2 separate regions of the Anas platyrhynchos genome follow, and region 2 is linked to region 1. The links are chromatin contacts, called in public Hi-C maps. All regions are on one chromosome and are shown on one strand. The core of a region is the stretch at or near the end of the contact, and the rest is flanking DNA. Distances in the headings are between cores, read along the strand shown.

Region 1 (4,503 bases), core at 1,349-3,848:
TACTAGAGATGCCATTTCCCCTTGAAAATGTGCTGTACCCCATCTTTCGGTCTGTGTCTGCCTCCTGAGCTATGCTTCAGAGTTACACTGCTAAATATGCATCACATCCCCTGTATCCACAGATCCACAGATGTAAAGCTTGCAGAAATTACCCATTATTTAGGCTCTGCCATTTGATAGTACCTTGTACTTACTTCAAAGGTCGCTAGTATTTCAACTGAAATACAAAAGGCAGCTTGCGGAGGTTTTGGGTACAGAAGAGTGAACAACATACAGTGAAATGAATATTTTATCGATACTTCTTTTTTTGAAAGTCCATTGTTGTTCGTGAGGATAGTGCTACTCCACTAGAGGACAGTAAGGAACTGCTTTTACACATAGAAGAGTAAGAACTGCCCTTTCCACTCTAGTTAACCAACGTTTTAAGAGCTCAGTTGCCTTAAAAATTTAATCTCTCGTCCATCTGCAATAATGCCAGGGGAAAAAAATGTTTACTATTGAGACCAAGTTTCATCTTGATGAGATCAGATAATAAAAAAAATAATCTAGAAGTAAAAATAGAAACAACAGCTGAGATACACCATGGTTTCCCCTTCAAAGAGAGAATTTCCTAAAGAAATAACAGAAGTCTGAGCAACTTCTGTGTACCAAAATGACAACTAAAACTGACGAATGTTAGAAATTCATTTACAGTTTTCTATTTGTGGTAAATTCTAGTATTAATTTCTAGTTATAGCTTACCTATATTTTTATCTTGTAATAATGCATATTTTTTGCCCAGAGGAAATGGAAGAAAAAGGGGGTTGGGATTGTCTTCAGGTGTATCCAGGTATCGGTACCCAGCTGGGAACCTTGGAATAGCAGTGCCTCTTGGGTCATACCTGCACCACCCGTCTGTTGATAAGAGTCTGTCATAGTAACAATCCTCAGGGAGCTAAAAACCCATCTAAAAACCCATCCATTTGATGTCAAAACCAACCCCGTTGGAATAGGTTGAAGTGGTTCCTGAAAGTCAGCTTCTCTCAACTTAGATCCAAGGTAGCACTTGGTATTTCCAGCAGTTTCTTCTGTAGTACTGGAGCATAGAGCATCACCCTTGTGTTATTAGTAGTTGCTAGCACATATTCACGTGGGTGATGTTAAGACACTTCCACGGGCCCGATAGTGGTCCAGTTTTCAAGCCAGTGCCTAAGGCCATTCCCAAAACCATGAAGATAGCAAACAGCTGACTTCAGTGCATCCGAAACGCTATCTGCCTGATCCACAAAGAGAGAGCCCAAAAACAAGTTAGCTTTTGATCATAAACTGTTTTTTGGGCTGCTTGGAGCACAGAAGTCAGGCATCGTTAAAATGTCCCCAGGCAAATGGTTCCTTTCATTGCCTGCAAGGCCGTCCCGGTCATTAGTTGCTTTTAATTAGTTGTGCTTTTGAACTTTGCTGTTCTCAGATGAAAAGGATGAATGGCTTAGCCCTAATGAAGCAGGAGGAAGACGGTGTCTGTCTGTAGATTAATGAGGAATCCTGTCCAAAAAAAAAAAAAAAAAAGCATAAGAGAGCAAAATACAGGTGGAGGAAGAGCAGAGGGAGAAGAGGTTGGTGCAGTTCTTGCTGTTGATGCATCCCGGGGTATCTGTGGGCTCTTTTTAGGAAGACTGCTGAAGTCAATTTGATCTCGTCAGCCCCAATGCTCAAAGAAGGAAGGGCTTTGCTGAGTTTAAATGGCTCAACTGGGGAAAATTTGGGAGAAAGAACTAATGATACCTTTCCCTTCCATGTGTAAGTGCAGAAAGACTGCTCGGTCTGAAGTGATTCACTGTGCTGTCCTAGCACAGCATGAGCATAACATTTACAGGGGTGTTTTCTGTGCATGAGCATGAACAGCCAAGGGAAGGAGTGAGACAACACAGAAGTACGCCCAAAGATCCACTCAGTGCAAGATGGACCAGGACTGCTTCATGCCCAGGTGGAACAATTTAATTGGATAAAGCCAAAAATGTAAAGCGTTTTCCCCAGAATTCCTCGTTTCTCTAGCCTGTGCTTTGTGTGCAGTCTTAGAGGTCGGTTTGTGTTCCTGTACGCATCCAGCCCATGGAAAATGATGTGCTGCAGACAATATGAACAGTGTTGTCCTGTGAATTATGGTACTGGTCACAAAGTGATGTGTCAGCACTGCTTGGGTTGAGCTTCACGGTTTGGTGGGCACTGAGACTTAAAACGAGGATGTGGTATAAAAATACGCAGTGCGTTCGGACCACCAGGGTTGAAAGGATGGGTGCTATAAATATGGACAAATCTTCCCTTGAGGGTCCTATTAAGACAAGATTCTTCGTGGGTTACAATTGCCTTCTTTCTCCAACTTCCTAGTACAGAAGGCTTGCCTCTCCTCTTTAGAATATCTTCAGGATGTGCTGGTGGTCGGGCATGTGGCCATTTAGGCATAAGCATGGTGGTGGCAGAGCCCCCAGGCTCCCAAGTGGGAGCCATCAACAGTTACGGGAGATAACCCTGCCCGGCAGGAGCCGTGAGAAGGACAGCTGGAGACTGGTTGCCCTTGGAAGGTTTTTGTTGGCATTCCAAAGCCAAAAAAAGGCCATGGAAGAGGCTAATCAGAGTTTTCATGTGGTGGTGAAAAAATGTATTTCGACTACAGTGCAAGAATAAGCATCGTTCTAACCACGTCTTGGAAATACAGAAGTTTGCCCTTTTCTTGTTATTTCTGAGTAGTTTACATAGAGCATCCTTGATGTTCTTAAAAATGACCTTAAAATGAGGAATAGAAATCAGTTAAATCTTTGATTCATGTATATAATTTTTATGCTGGAATTTCAGCACCGACTTGAATATCTATTTTGAACGAATTCAGTGAATTAACACCTTACCTCACATTGTCTATACTTAGCCAATGGTTTCACAGGGAGAAGGCTTTAAAAAATAATATAATGACAGAAAAGAAAAGAGCTTTATGTGCCTGTACTCCAAAGCCAGCAGAAATAGCCAGGAGACCAGGCTGCGGGTCAGATGTTGGAAACGAGAAGCGGAGGAGACAAAATTCAGAGCCAGTTATCGTCTTACATCTATGTGGTGATAAAAGCCACCCATTACCTCATAGTTAAAATTACCAACTCGACGAGTCTTTTTAGGGCGGTTTTAAATAAAGTGCGAATAAAATAAGGCTAGATAGGACAGAAATGATGATTTTTTGGACCTTGGGGAATCTGTTACATGTGCTTTACTTGTGCCCTTGGGTAAATCAGTTGTGGGAAAAGATAAAGAGATTAAAAACAGTCTTTGAAATGACATTCCTAATGACTCACCATTTCAGAGAGCTTGGGAATTTGAGCTGCATTTGAAAAGAAGCATAAAATAAAAAATAAGAAATGCTAACATTATCTCTGATAACGTGTATCGGATAATGAATTGATGTTCTTTTAATGTTGAGCAGATGGCCCAGAAGAGGCAATTATTTGAATTCAACTTTTCTTTTACTTCAGTCAGCTTACAAAAGTGCAGGTACCATATCACACATGCCTAAGGATGAGTACAAGGAGAGCCAAGACGCCGATCCTTGCAAATCGGAAAAGTCAATTTGCTATTTCTATTCCAGGGAAACATCCAGTATCTCAAATCGTATTAGCGTTCTTCTTTGGCACAAAAAAGCCAGGATTTGCCACAAAGTTACGTCTAAAAGAATTGGGTTTGAAATATTAAACTCGCTGAAGTATTTCACTCTGCCCTAATGCAATTCGGTTTATATCATTACTGTCAGATGAGAAGAAGGCAAGAATTTCAAACACATCGTGACAACCCTCTCTGAAATCACTCTGGTTTTTATATGCACTTCTAAAGCGTGTTGCTTGCCGGGTATCAAGTGAATGAATAACACTCTTTGGTTTGCTAGCCTGCCAAACGCGCTCTATTAATTGCTAATGAATTGTCAAATGCCTTGTAAATCATTCAGGCAAAGCAACAGAATTTCTGAAATTTAGTCCCAATAATTTGACACTTAATCAAGAAAAAAAAAAAAGGAAATATGAAAAGATACAAAGAACATGCTTTAGTTGTTCTTCCCTTTCCTTCTCCCTTGATCTATAAGCACACCAAACCATTGGAAATACAACTCCATTCCTCTCAAGCCTGTGTTGGAAGAGTTAAGAGTGTAAGAGTGACAGGTGTCAAAAACTATTCCTCTTATTCCTCAGTGTCTGAGTATTGACACGGGGTATTTTCTTAGTGAGTTTTGAAAGGCATCGTGTGTTCCTGAGAAAGGAGTGGCCTCTGTGGCTCTTCACTACATGTCCTTCCTGACTTAGGTATGGAGAGCAGCGGGCAGGGGAGCCTTGGGGTGCCCGCTGGTGTCACCCCGCACTGCATGTTTCAAGGCTTCCTGAAGGGGCTTCTCTACATCAGGATGAGCAAGGGAGGCTTTTGTGTAAGCTTTGTCAAGGTTTGTCAATTTATTATCACAGAATCACAGAATTTCTAGGTTGGAAGAGACCTCAAGAT
Region 2 (4,503 bases), core at 1,208-3,707, 130 kb after region 1:
AAAGCCTTGTCCAGGAGCCTGTGTGTTTACTGAAGGAAGCATTCATTGTGTATGGAGCTGAGTATACTCAGAGAAAATGGAGATTGCCAGGTGAATTATTCCTAGAGTCAATTACAGCCCTGGAGCTGCAAGTCAGGCAAAAATGTTTTCGAACAGTAAAGGAATTAAAGATATCCAACATCTGTAGATTTTACCAGCGTCTCAAAAGAACGAAAGGGAGAAGTCTTGAATGTAAGAGGAGAGAATTTCACTAACTGTCTCACAAATTATTAACAGTACTGATGGTCTATGAATACTTGGGAAAGCATTAAATTTTTCATTACTGTCATTAAGGTATCATAAGGACTACACAGCTAATACACAGCTACAACAAATGCCAAGCATGAAAATAAGCAGCACTGTATTTGTGTATGCCTAAAGATGGGTTTAAGGTCAGTTTTCACTAGCACAATAAAAAAAGAATACACCAAATCTGCCTGTTATCCATGAGAGCCATATCCCATGAAGACGGGCTATACTATTACTACTTTTCTATGCTAAAGCATAAAACTTCCATGAAAAACAAAAAATTATGGGGTCTATATATCCTAATTACATTACCATCATTATGTTTAAAAGTTAACCAAGACAAGTTAATGTCTGTTTTACCAAGATTTCATGAAGTTCGTTCTCTGGACAGCAACAGCCAGTAACAGCATGAAGTACCCAAGTTGGCTTCAGCATGGAACAGCAGGACATTTACCGATTAAAGTCATTTTTCAAACGATTGTATTCTTAAAATGGTACTTACCCTTGAAAAAGGGTAGGGTAGGTAAATTTCAGGACAGACAGGACATACTGGAAAACAAACACCAAATTAATGGACGTCAAACATCCACGGAGCTATAACGTTAACAAGCAATTACAAGAGCAACAAATACAAGAAGCCCCTACTGAAATAAAGAAACATAAAAAAAAAAAATAAGAGACAGTCTGAACATTCTCTGTAACTTCTTTTCCTGTGTCAGAACTGCTTGATGTTCCCCCAGTCGCTGTGGAAGGTAGTAGACACTGAAGTTCGTGAGGCACAGAGCAGACACACTGAACACTGGAGAGAAGGATGCCTACCGAGTTGCTCTTTTACTTGCTGAGCACACGGCACACTTTGCACTGAACGGGAAAAGGACGTACAGGAACAAAAAGATACAAGGACTTGTCCATTAAAATCATATCATACCACAGAGGCAAGCTTTGGCAGGATTAAGACCGCTAACTTTGAGATAATTTTCTCCTGATGATTAATCCATCTGTACCTAACGCTGCTCACCCAGTTTTGTGTAAAACATGAAGTAGTCCATAAAGCCCATCGGAGATGTAATACACTGCACAGATATGGAAGTAGGCTTTGTGTCTTTGCTTTAGCATGCTTTGTTAGGGTCCCTGCGTATGGATGTTCACGTTTTTTCCCCACATACATATGCATCTATGAGACAGAAATGCATTGGCCTTTCCATACATAAACCAGGATCTAACAACTACCTGTGATAAAGAACACGGACGCTATCTGTGCACAGGAGAAGAACGACTGGAGCTTCCTCAGTAGAAAGGAAAGGGACCTGCCATTCCCTCCAGGAGCCAGCAGCAGCTGTCAATGAACACGAGATGCCAAAAGCTTTCAGCAGAGACAAAACCGCACTGAGCACTTGGCAAAATGACTTTTAGAGGTGGTGGCAGCGTGTTACTGAGAAACTGGCATCAATACACACTGAGATAAGGCACGCTGGCTCACAAGGGGTTGTGTTAGGCACAGATTTGTCAGAAGTAGCAATTGGTTTTTAAATCGGGAGGGTGTAACTGTGCAAGTCCATACCCCCACTTCCATTTATATGTCATCTGGGGAAAATGGAAGGTGTATATTCTGATTATCTTCAGCCTCATTATGTTAAAACCTACTCAAAAGTTTGAAAACAGAGGCCCTACATCAAAGCTCTTCCAGCTTCCTCTGAGTTAAGCCAAGCATCTTTTCCAACACAGGAGGCAGCCCGGCAGCTGCTGCAGCCCCTTTCTGCTTCCCCAGCCAACACCCCTCCTTCAGCAGATTCGGTAGGAGCAACATCTCCTCCTAGGAGCTCTGCTTCACCTCTGGACCCCGATCTACCTCTACTTAGCGGGGTTCCCGGCTACCACCCCCTCGCCCCCCATTTCGTGAGGCGAAGGGGCCGGGAGCCGGGCCGCCAGCCGCCACGTGTCCCGGGGCCCCGGCTTCAGCCTCCGCCGCCTCCCCGGTCTACTCCGGGCTCCCCTTGCGGAGCAGCTCACCTTGTTGGTGAAGCAGGACGCCAGGTAGAAGAGGCAAAAAGCCAGCCCGCCCGCCGGCCGCTTCAGGTACATCGGGCACCGGCCCAGGCGCCCGCGGCGGCCATGGCGGGGCAGCGGCCGCTCCCCGCCGCGCCTCCTCCTGAAGGGGGCGAGGCCGCCATGAGCGGGGCGGCGCTAACATCAATTGCAAGCTTATTATGACAAATTTTTCGTTTTGGTAATTGCCATTCCTTGCACTTAAGGAATGCACTCTTTCTGTGACACCTCTGGGCTCACAGAGATGCAGCCCAGAGACAAAATCTGCCTCCACTCCCCGCTTCTGACAAGCTCCGCTCCCCACTTCTTCCAGCTTCAAACATCACACTTACAAATCTACTATTAAACGTATCAGCCCACCTTTTTGCCCTTGTTTGGCTAAATTGAAGCTGAATGGAGGTGTAATCTGTGGGATTTTCTCTTTCAGTGTTCTGTGTGGAATGAAAAGCAACACTTTTGAGGAAAACAACAACAACAACATATTACGGATAGAATTACGTTTTGTGTTCTTGACCTGCTTGGTTTTTAGTCATCACTGTGATGACAAACTGAGAGCATCATCAAGAGAAATTAACATCTGTAGTTAGGGAATATGTGATAAGATTTTTTTTTTTGCTTTAAAAAATAAACTGTTTTTGCTAGTGTGCATTTAACTCAAGGATTTGACAAACATGAAATATTCAAAAAACTCCTACTTTACAACACAAATTTCCTTTCCAGTTTTCTAAATATCCAAGTGGCTTTCCAGTAAAAATAGGAAAAAAAAAAAAAAAAAAAGACTTCTCATTTATGTGGTGAAAAATTAATCATTTGGGGTACTTTTCAGTAAAGAAAAGCTAACAGATCTTTTGGGACTTCTTTTATTGTAAACCAGAAAAAAAGCAGAATAATGTTTCTTATATCTGCAGTTACAGCACACATTCCAGAAAACAGTTAAGAGAACAGCCATTTTGTTGGAAAAAAAATAATAGCATATCTTAACAAACACAAATTGCTTCCCTTATATTTAATTTTAGCTGTAATATTTGAACGTTATGTTTGTTCAATGACAAGCTTTATGGTAAAATACATTATGGGAATGCTCAACATGAGATATCTGTGTGTTCTCTGCCTTCGGCAGCTCGAGATATTTAATGGTAAGTCATTTCACAAACTGTAGCCTGTATTGCTTAACTTACACTGTTGGGAGATACTCATTTAGTGAACCTACCTAGAGGGAAAAAAAAAAAAAAAAGTAGCAAATAATTGCAAACAGCTAGATTTTACAGCAGTACTTATGCACAGCGGTGACGTGTAAACTATAAATACCCCAGGGAGGCAGAGAAGCAGTGGATGACGTGTCCTACCTAGTCCTGGGCGTTCTTGTATCACATCACAGGTCAGCCGTGCTCTTGCCTGATCAGCAATCCCCTACCTGTGCTGTTCTCATCTTGACTTTGCTCACGTAATGCAAAGTACAGGGTCTCTCTGTACATGTGCACCCTGTTTTTGAAGAAAGCAGCACAAATAAGGGAGTGGTGAGCATGGCCTAAATTGGAGAGAGAGAAGGAAAACTAACAGGTAGAGCAAGGGCAAATCCATCCCATGGTATGAGCCCGTCTAACCTGCTAAGTTGAGCCTCAAAAGGCAAAGTCAGAGCTCAAGGGCCTCACAGTCCCCACTGCTCCAAGACAAATGCAAACACTTTGGTCCATGAAACGCAATCCTGTGTGGTTTGTAAGGAGCTGGCCCAAAAGAGACATCTGATTTCTTGTGCTGAAATGTTTGGTCCATCCTGGACAGCAGTGATCTCTCACATGCCACAGTAACAGATGCAATGGACATGATTGTGTAGATGATAAAGCGTTTCCATTTCATAGATCTTGTGTTCAAGAGCTCTGAAAATCAGTAAGCAGACAAATACGTTTGCATTGTGCCATAAATTCAGCCTGTAAGGCTTTAAGAAAGAATAAGAAAAGCTTACTTGGATCTACAAAGACTGATGTAAGCGTGTGAGAAGAATAACTTTTGCTTTTTAATTTAGTGGAGTGTAGTTTTCATACAAAATATTACATTGATATCTCTCTACATGTTTCTTGAGGTGTTTTTTATTAAAACTGGGAGATTTGGGCAAAGATGTGTTTTCCTAGAGAAAAATGCAGAGGCAGATTTGAACTACTGTAAATCATT

Evidence for each region. Hi-C and Micro-C count contacts between places; a contact is called where the count stands out from the background.
Region 2: a contact with region 1 is called in a Hi-C map of F1 follicle, with 3 times the contacts expected there. The contact joins the promoter of TMEM241 here to the enhancer-like site in region 1. A contact is called at or near these places in 7 of 8 Hi-C or Micro-C datasets (F1 follicle, F5 follicle, liver and 3 more).

What each region holds. Positions count from the first base shown.
Region 1 is chr2:54,853,658-54,858,160 of IASCAAS_PekinDuck_T2T, forward strand. No RefSeq gene overlaps it. Among named protein-coding and RNA genes, the nearest start is that of CABLES1, 20 kb to the right of the region's middle. Within about 2 kb of position 2,599, at least 1 of the 8 cell types and tissues checked has an H3K27ac peak or open chromatin away from gene starts, as enhancers often do. A contact at or near this core is called in F1 follicle, where this site is marked.
Region 2 is chr2:54,986,184-54,990,686 of IASCAAS_PekinDuck_T2T, forward strand. It overlaps TMEM241 (transmembrane protein 241), which reads right to left and starts at 2,458. Exons shown (of 15, transcript XM_072034791.1): 1 at 2,299-2,458; 2 at 791-837. The coding sequence starts at 2,370.